3 separate regions of the Sus scrofa genome follow, and all the other regions are linked to region 2. A link is a contact called in public Hi-C data. All regions are on one chromosome and are shown on one strand. The core of a region is the stretch at or near the end of the contact, and the rest is flanking DNA. Distances in the headings are between cores, read along the strand shown. Region 1 holds the start of NCL (nucleolin). Region 2 has its middle 11 kb from the start of TEX44. Region 3 holds the start of PTMA (prothymosin, alpha).

Evidence for each region. A called contact is a pair of places that touch in the nucleus more often than the background predicts.
Region 1: a contact with region 2 is called in a Hi-C map of mesenteric adipose tissue, with 2.3 times the contacts expected there. The contact joins the promoter of NCL here to the enhancer-like site in region 2. A contact is called at or near these places in 4 of 47 Hi-C or Micro-C datasets (embryonic fibroblasts, liver, mesenteric adipose tissue and 1 more) and 1 of 2 datasets of contacts at active chromatin or transcription factors (alveolar macrophages).
Region 3: a contact with region 2 is called in a Hi-C map of skeletal muscle, with 3 times the contacts expected there. The contact joins the promoter of PTMA here to the enhancer-like site in region 2. A contact is called at or near these places in 4 of 5 promoter capture datasets (fetal liver, fetal skeletal muscle, liver and 1 more), 29 of 47 Hi-C or Micro-C datasets (adipose tissue, alveolar macrophages, blood and 14 more) and 2 of 2 datasets of contacts at active chromatin or transcription factors (alveolar macrophages and skeletal muscle).

Annotation. Positions count from the first base shown.
Region 1 is chr15:132,172,953-132,175,872 of Sscrofa11.1, forward strand. It overlaps NCL (nucleolin), which reads right to left and starts at 1,262. Exons shown (of 14, transcript XM_021074959.1): 1 at 1,062-1,262. The coding sequence starts at 1,079.
Region 2 is chr15:132,275,615-132,278,709 of Sscrofa11.1, forward strand. No RefSeq gene overlaps it. Among named protein-coding and RNA genes, the nearest start is that of TEX44, 11 kb to the left of the region's middle. Within about 2 kb of position 1,532, at least 67 of the 83 cell types and tissues checked have an H3K27ac peak or open chromatin away from gene starts, as enhancers often do. A contact at or near this core is called in adipose tissue, alveolar macrophages, brain and 10 more, where this site is marked.
Region 3 is chr15:132,354,926-132,357,853 of Sscrofa11.1, forward strand. PTMA (prothymosin, alpha) reads left to right here and starts at 1,633. Exons shown (of 5, transcript NM_001160086.2): 1 at 1,633-1,719. The coding sequence starts at 1,675.

The sequences.
Region 1 (2,920 bases), core at 12-2,511, 100 kb before region 2:
TACAAATACCAACCTTAGGTAAAAAGTCAAGGAAACACTCTCCCTCTCCCTGCTGCCTTCCCTAAGCGCACCCGTTTTATAACTATACCCCCAGATCCTTGAATAACGGCCAAAAAATTTTTCATATAGCCTACAATCAGACCTCTGTAACCGCAAGTATGAATAGCCCTTCAGCCAGGAGAAAATACCTTAAAAAAAAAAAAATCCTTGGGGTTAAAGTGTGGCACTTAATTCCACCCCCCTCATCTGGATTTAAATTAAGGCAGCCTTTAAAAAAGAATTTGCACAGAGTTTCCGGGTGGCTCAGCGGGTCAAGGATCTGGCATTGTCACTGCTGTGGCTCAAGTCACTGCTGTGGTGCGGGTTCAATCCCTGGCCCAGGAAAGTTCTGTATGCTACCGATGCGGCAAAAAAGTAAAAAAAAAAAAAAAATTTAAACAATTCACATCTTAACCTTTAATCTTCCACTAAGTCTTTCCCCGAGGTATCAACCCCGCCCCTTTCAGCCCCCGCAGGACCACGTGGAGTAACTTGCAGGCCACCATGGGCGCACAGGTTGGCGCAAAAAGCACGCGGCAGGGCCTCCTTCCTGGAGACCACCTAGAGTCCGCCCGCCCGGTCTGAGCCAAGACCCCATGGGCCGCCGCTCCCCGCCCGAGGGTCCAGTCCCCTCCGCAGGCACCGGGACCCAAGCGGCGAGGCCCACGTGGCGGGCCGCGCATGGGGACACGTGCGTCCGGAGGCGGGGCGCTGCTCCGGCCCGTCGCAGGAGTTTGCCCTCATCCGTTCACTCCGAGGCCCAGAGCCCCCTCCCCGTTCTCAACCCCTAAGTCCCACCCCGCCATATCCACCATTCGCGACACCTGCTGAAGCTCTTCACCTCGCCATCAAGCAGCCAAGAGCCGCGAGACCTCCCAGCTAATCGCGCGAGACTTCCCGCAGCATGGCGCCCTCGAACGCGCCCGGGACGGCGCGCAGGCCCTCCTGGCGGCGCCGCGCGCGCGCGCTCTCCTCGGAAAACAGGCCTCAATGTCCGTGCTCGCACCGACAAAACCTCTTACCTTTGCGAGCTTTACCATGATGGCGGCGGAGTGTGTAGCTGGCGAGTGGCGCAGGTGAGCCCAGAGGAACCCAAGCAACCTCGATGGCGGCCACTAGAACTGAAGATCCCAGAGCGCGTACGCTTAGCTGCCAGCTAGAGCTCGAGACTGAGACGAAAGACTGAGCCTGCCCAGTAATCGCCTCTGGAAAGGCGACGACGGCACCTCGTGACTCCGCTTCGACCAACCAGAGTTCGCGCTCCTCCCACAAGCCAATCGCGATCCTCTACCCGAGAACGGCGCGGGGCGGGGCGCGGGCGGGAGTGGGCGGGCCAAGGAGGCCAGAGAAGGGGGAGGGGATTCGTGGCGGCGCCCTGGGGGCGGGACCCGCTTTGTGCAAGGGCAGCGCTGATTGGACCGTGGGCGCGCGGTTCCCGGAGTGCCCATCCACTGCCCGCGCTCTCGGCGCTTGCGCCGTGGGACGGACATTTTTGGCGCCGCTTGTTCCCCGAACTCGGGGCGTTGAATATGGATGGCCTCGGGTTTCCGAACTTGTCTGGGACCCTCTCTACTAGAGAGGTCTTGCGCTTCCTGGGAGGCCTCATGCGCGGCCCCGGTCCGCACTCTTCGATAAGAATTTGCTCCTTTTATCCGCTGATGAGCCCCCCGGAAATTTAGGGTCCACCCACGTTAAGGGCCCACCTTCGTCCCGCACGCTAACGAACCAGGAGCTAGAAAGCCCCTGTGTGCTTGAGACTGCCTCCAAAGGGACTCCCAGCCAGACCACGTGCCTGAAGCTGCCGCTGGAGTTTGCTGTAAGCAGCGAGAAAACAGTATTCAATTTCAAGAAACCTTGCACTAGATAGTTTTCTCTACAGGGAGCACCTCAGTGGTCACCGGGATAGGGTGGGGAGAAGTTGTTGGTCAAGCCAACCGCAGAGCAGGGCCTTTAGCCACTCAAAAGTTTCTTCTTTGTTATTTGGACTAAAGCACCTATTAAAAAATGGTGGCTGCTACGATAGTGTCAGCAGATGGTCCAGGAGTCTGACAAAACAGTCAAAGGAAGGTACCCTGGCGAAGGCACGGAAGATTGCCTTTGCGTTGTGCTTTTGCCATTTATTCAGATGGGTCATTGTGGCAAAACTTAGTGTCAAACTTAAAACCAGAGCACTCTCGTTGGTTTAGAGCCCGTGCAGGTAGGATGATTCCGTCCTGGGCGTCTGGTACCTAACTGTTAACAAAACTGGGATACTTTCAGCTATGATGATATTTCCCCAACTGAGCTAGTGTTCAGAACCACCTCTGGAGTTTCTAATTAAAGAGGTCTGGGATTGGGCCCAGGATTTTGTATTTTAACAAGGGCCTGTGGGGATTCTTGTGAGCAATCAAGTTATTTTGCAATTCTTACTAGAACTCTCCTGAGACTAAATGAAAAGGAAGCCCACAGATACCCACTGGGGCTCTCTGATCAGCAAAGAGGCTGGGGCCAGTTCTATGGTCTGCACCCTTCTTTCTCGTGATCTGTGAGAAAGGTTTTCTGATTTTGAACTCGGATGGGGGCACAGAAAGAACTGCATAAGCCAAAGCATGGCGAAATGCAGTAAGAGCCCAGTGGTTGTTTTTCTTTTGTTGTCTTTTTAGGGCCACAACCTTTGCATGTGGAAGTTCGAGGTCTAGGGATCAAATTGGAGCAACTCAGGGTCAGAGCCGCATCAGTGCCCTACACCACAGCTCACAGCAATGCTGGATCCTTGAACCCACTGAGCAGAGCCAGGGATCGAACCCGAGTTCTCATGGATACTAGTTGGGTTCAGTACCACTGAGACACAACTGGAACCCCATGACTGTAGTGTTTACAAGCCATGTGGCACAGGGCAAGC
Region 2 (3,095 bases), core at 282-2,781:
TCAGCACCCAGAACCACACCCTTCCCAGAGAAGAGAAGGAGGGAGCCGAACAATCTGTTGATAGTATCCTGGCTCCCTTGGGAGCCCTGAACTCCCTCCCCACTGCATCTGGAGGCTCCCCAGCAGCTAAAAGCTGCTTTTCCCACAAAATCAGGCCAGACTCCAGATGAGGCCAGATGGTTGCACAAGGTCTCACAGAGCCCAGACCTAGGCTCCAAGCCTGGGAAGTGCCCATCATCACACGTGTGTGGGCGTGTCTGCGAACGTACTGCCCACAATCAGACCATGTACTTTGGAAAGATCTGAGGCGTTCTGAAGTGTTTTCTCTCCAACTCCATGCTTTGAAAATTATTCCTTTGAATCTCTGATTTTTTTTTTTTTTTTTTTTTTTTTTTTTTTTTTTTGCCACTCTTGTGGCATGTGGAAGTTTCTGGGCCAGGGACTGAAACCAAGCCACAGTAGTGACAATGCCAGATCCTTAACCACTAGACCACCGGGGAACTCCTAGACGTCTGAATATTAAATATCACCTAAAACACATGTTTTGTTTCTGATCACATGTATTTTATTACTGCTTGTCAAAATACAGTGGGGGATTTTTGGGGTTTTTTGGGTTTTTTTTTTTTTTTTGTCTTTTCTAGGGCCGCACCCGTGGCATATGGAGGTTCCCAGGCTAGGGGTCTAATCGGAACTGTAGCCACTGGCCTCTACCTGGAAGAGTACCACCGGGGTTACCCCTGGTCTAAGATGGGTAAGTTGGGGCAGAGGGGGGCAGGACATAGCGGCAGATTGTTGCTGGCCCCTGAGGGGTTCTGGGCCTTATCTCCCAGACTGGGCTTTGGGATTCAGCAATTTATGATCTGCTATGGTGTGAAGCAGAAATGGGCGGGGAGATGGAGGAGCCTCAGAACAACACCCACGCCAGAAACTATGGGAAATGGTCAGCTAGGCACCTCCCTCCCCCTTCCTCCCACCCAGGGGTGGCCTGGCCGAACCGCACCCAGGCAGGGCCCAGTAAACACGGATCGCATCATCATAGCACAGACGCCAGGGGCAGGCACAGGAGTGGAGGAGGGGACCAGGAACCGGAGCAGAGTGTGCGAGCAGGGCCTCGTGTCTCCTCCCGCAAGGCAGGTGGCCAAGCGCGACTGAGATGTCCTGGGCGACTGCAGGGGAGGGGCCTGGGACGGTGCCGCCACCTGCTCCTTGTTACCAGAGCAGGAGCCCAGGTTGAGGCCTGGTGAGCAATGAGACTGGAATCCAAAAGGGGGCCGTCAGATGGGAACAAGGGCCTCTCTCTGGGAGAGAAATCCCAAGGGCTGTGCAGCGCACTTAGGCCACCACCGGGCCCTCGCCGGGCGGCCCGAAGCCAGGCGGCGACCTTTCCTCCGCTGGGACTGGTTCCCTTCCGCCGCGGAAAGGAGCAGCCCCGGATCACAGCGGAGGGCGCCGCCCAGCAGGCAAGGGGCGGCGAGAACAGCGCCGGCGGGTCGGGGGCATCCTCCACCCTGCCCAGCCCCGCTGTCTCCATGGCGACGGCGACCTCTCCGCGGAGGCGGGGAGAGCTGGAGGCTGGAGGGAGAGTTTCTGCCGGTTGCTATGCAACGGCCCGATGACGTCAGGCGATTGAGTTTGGTTCCCAAGGTAACTGGCCGGGGCAGCAGGGCCGGGAACTATTTGTGTCTGTCCCCAGAGGGTCTGCGGAGCCCCCGGGGTCTGGCGCAGCTGAGGAAATGCGCTCCTGGCCGGCGGGCAGGCGGGGGACGGAGCACAGAGGCCCTTTCAGCTCTCGGAGGCCGGCGACCCAGGCAGGGCGGGGTCTGCGCCCAAAGCAGGGCTCCCCAACTTGGCTCCCCGCTGCCCGGGTTTTCTCCCCACTCCTGCCCAGGAGGCCCCTGGACGCCAGGCTTTGTCTGACTTATAAACGCTCTCCTGGGTAAACTCCCTGAAGAAAAGCGCTTCTGTTTGTAGCAGTCTGGCCCCGCACTGTCACCCTCACTGGCACACAGTAGGCGCTCAGCATGGCCTTCCTGTGGGCCCGTGGACATTCACTCCCCTTCCAGAGTACATGAGATGCCTCTGGCACTCGGAACCCCTTGTCAGGTTGGGATCTCCAGCGCCTTGGAACCTGTCCTCCTGGCCTGGTGAGAGCAGATCAGCAGGTCAGGTTCCATAATGTGGGGGTCACAGTACAAAAATAAAATGAGAGGCCCCTTGTTCAAAAATGACTGCGGGAGTTCCCCTGTGGCACAGTAGGTTAAGGATCTGGCTTTTGGCACTGCAGCGGCTGGGGTCACTGCTGTGGTGTGGGTTCAATCCCTGGCTGGGGAACTTCCACATGGCATGAGTATGGGGGAAAAAAAGAAAAAGAAAAATGAGCGCAGGACAAGGGAAAAGCTAGGGAACAGACCCTCGTCCTGCCCACTGAGAGTAAACTGCGAGAGTGAAAGTGACAAGTACATGTGTAAACTGAGGCAGGTGGCACCAGTCACAGAGGAGGGAGGCTGAGGTTCCGAGCCGGAGAGGAAGGAGGTGAGGGACAAGACACTGCGGGAGCAGAGAGAACGTGACGGGTGAGAAGGCAGTGACCTAAATTTGGGCCCAAGACCTGGCCCAGGCCAGCCTGGGGGACCCTCGGGACTCAGCCGTGTAACTAGGTCTCAGGACTTAAGTGACACAGTCTATCCAGGCCTCTCAGGCTCCTCCCTCCTAATGGTACCTGTCACAACAGGGTAACACCCAAGCCTCTGACAGCCTGTCTCCAGGCCAGGCTGGACTCAGAGACACGGTATCTGAACCCAGGCCACAGAGAACAAGCTGAGCATCCAGAGCAGCTGTTGGCGAAGGAGCCAGGGCGCCCTGCCTGTCCCACCCAAGCCAGGCATCTGCCCCCTCCGGGCAAATCTTCATGTCTCTTATCAACAGTCTGACAGCTTGGATGGCAGGCGGCATCTGGCCTCTCTCAGAGAGTGGCCCCGGGGCTGGCTTTCCCGGGCAGTGCGTCTCCACAGCCCGATCCTCTCTTGAAAAGAGCCTCCAGCTCTCGTCCTCTCCTCCTCTCTGGACGAACCCGACTCTGTGATCTCAGTTTCACA
Region 3 (2,928 bases), core at 383-2,882, 79 kb after region 2:
CAGACAGCAGAACCTGCCAATGGCAGGACGCAAAGCGTCAACTTTGTGTTCGCCCGCCACTCTCAGCCAGTGCGGTCTCGTTTCGCGGGAGTCCCGCCTTCCGTGTCGGGCGCCCCCTTCTGGCAACACAGAGGTGAACCCTATCTGTCGCCATCTTGTGTGTGGCACAGGTATTTTTCTGGAACGTCTTTTCACTTATTCTAATCTTTTCTCCCATACAGCTGGTCTCTCAGTTCGAGAGCCAAGTGCACTGGTGATAAGGAGACCGTAGCCTACGGTTTGCGGGTCGTCTGCGTGGGTTAGGTCGCCACGTCACGCCACGCTTGCCGAGCCCAACGCCATTTTGAGTGTGGCGTCTTGATGGTTCCCATCTCGGGGCTCCGCGTGGTTCCCTAAATGGCGCCCCAAACTTCAAGGAGCCCCCAAGGACTAGAGCAGCGGGACTAAGCGAAGATTTGTTACCCTCAATAGCGCCCCCCGCCCCAGCAATGAATAAGTTCACGTGCCTGCAGTTCACATGCCCTCCGCAGAGCCTTAAGTAGGGTGGGAGAGGGACAGACTCGAAGGCCGGGCCCTGGAAGGATCCTAGAGGCTGTCGCGACGGCAATGACCGCCCGGAGCTGGCGCAAACCAGAATCCTAAAGTGCGGGGCCCGAGGTGTGATGCGAGGCCCGCGGGCTGTGCTGCTCGAGGGCAGAGCCCAAACTGGCCCTCGAATCCCCTCGAAGCACGAATCCCCGAGTGTGCGTGCTTGGCACAGAGCCCGCTCGTCGGCTGGCTTAGGTGATGGATGCCGGGGTTGGTGGTGGGCAACGGGGTTCCTCCCTCCCCAAAGACTCAGGGCGCCCAGGGCAGAGGGAGTAGACGTGGTAGAGGGCGGGGTGGCCCAGGTGCGCGGGTCCCAGCCTCACGCCCTCATCTCTCGTCGTGGGGTTCGCGGACCCGCGCAGGGACAATTCTTGGTGAAATGTGCCAAGGCACGGGGCGGGCGGCGGGCATCTCCACAGGCACCCTGCAGGGCACCGCCCGGGGAGAGCACAGCCCAGCACCCGGTCTTCCCCTCCCCCTCGCTGGCAGCCGTCGTATGCGCCGGCCGCCGCCTCCTCTTCCCTCCCCCTCGTTCCGATCAGCCGCGGGGAGGGGTGAGGACGGGGGGCTGGGCGGGCAGCTTTGCCGCGCTTCAGCTTTCTGCGTCAGCAGCCCCAGCAAAACAGCCACGGGAGCGCGCACCCGGAGCGCGAGCTCGCGCCCCTCCCCCACCGCAATGGTGCGGCTGAGACCCGGCAAACTCAGACCCTGAATGACAGTGCGGCGGGCGACTGCGCAGCGCGGGACGCACCAAGGCACTGCCGCTTTAAGCACGCTTGCCCATTGTTCGGAATCGAGCCAATGAGCGAGCGCCCGCTCCCTGCTCTCAGCCAATAGTATTTGGGCAAGGGAGGCCGAGCGCCGCCCACTAATCTATATTAAAGGTTCTGGCGCCGCGTGAGTTCCCCACTGGCTGGTCTGAAAAGCCATCTTTGCATTGTTCCCGTGCCCGGCTCTCCGCTCGCCGCAGCCGCCTCCGCCGCGCGCCTCTTCTGCCGCCGCGGACTCCGGCAGCTTTGTCGCCAGAGTCCTTGGACTCCCGCTTCCTTTTTTATCCGCTGCATCGGATCACCGGCGTGCCCCATCATGTCAGACGCGGCCGTGGACACCAGCTCCGAGATCACCACCAAGGTGAGTTTAGACGCCGCCCGCCCCTTCGGGGTCCGCGCGTCGCCACCGCCGGAATAGTGTTTGGCGCGCGGCAGCTGGGTGCCCCGACCCCGCTGTTGCTCTTTTCTGCGGGTAACCCGCGCGCCCCCGTCCTAGGCCCTTTGGCAGCCCACTCTTTGTGTGTGCGGGGGAGGGGGTGGGAAGCGCCGCGGGCAAGCGTGATGCCCGTCGGGGAGTGGGCCCGGGGTCCTCAGGGACCCGGGGGGGCGGGCGCGGCGGCTGAGAGGCTCTAGGGGAGGCTGTTGCAGGGCTCCCGAAACTTGTTTGTGACTCGTCTGAGTGGCGGCGAGAGGTTAGGGGCCCGGCTGAGGGTCGTCGGCCCGCGGGGCGCACGGAAATAACTTTGAAACTCGAGCGCGTTTGGAATCGGAAGTGGGGGGGGGCGCGTGTGCCGGCGCGGGCCGGCTGCGGGAAGTGGCGGCTCCGCGGCGAGAGCCCGCCGGCGGCGCTGCTCTTTGTTCGGCTCCGGGCCGCCCTGTTTCGCGCCTAGTAGTGGGTCCGAGGAGGTTTATCTGGTCTAATCTGTGATAAGGCGGTGTGGGCCGGCGGGCCGCGACGTCGGTTGTCTCCGCGGAGGTGTGAAGGTCTTCTCCGCCCTGGGTGCCCTTAGGGAGGCGGGGGTGGGCGTCTTGGTAGGGGAGTGTGCCGGGAGCAGCCGCCCAGTTTCAATAATTCACCAGCGGTGCGGGGCTGGGCTGAGGAGGCGGCGAGCCCACGCGCCGGAGGGGAGGAAACGGAAAGTGAAGGAGCGGCACGCCGGGGCGATGATGGGCGCCCCCCGCGGCTGCCGGGGGGCACCGTATGTGCGGCGGCTTCGGGGGCTAAGCCGGTGAACAAAAGCTGCGGCCGCGGCTGGCTCTTTGCGGGGTCCAGGAGTTATTGGGCCCCGGTGCTGCGGAATCATTGCCCTCGGTTGTGAGGTCCTGCGCGTTTGGCGCAGCTCCGCTCCTGCGCGCCGCGTCGGTCCCGCTGTCTCCCCTGGGGAGTGTCTCCGCCCTCGGCGGGAGCACGGCACTTTGAGGCGGGACCGCTTTTTTACCCTTCGGCCCTTGTGCGCACTCCTCTCGTGCCCCTGCGGGTGCCGACGCAAGTCACCTTGGCGTCTCCTTAACCCCTGTGCCCCTGGCGTCACCTCTGGTCTTTCCCCAGGGGCGACTCCTCCGGAGGAGC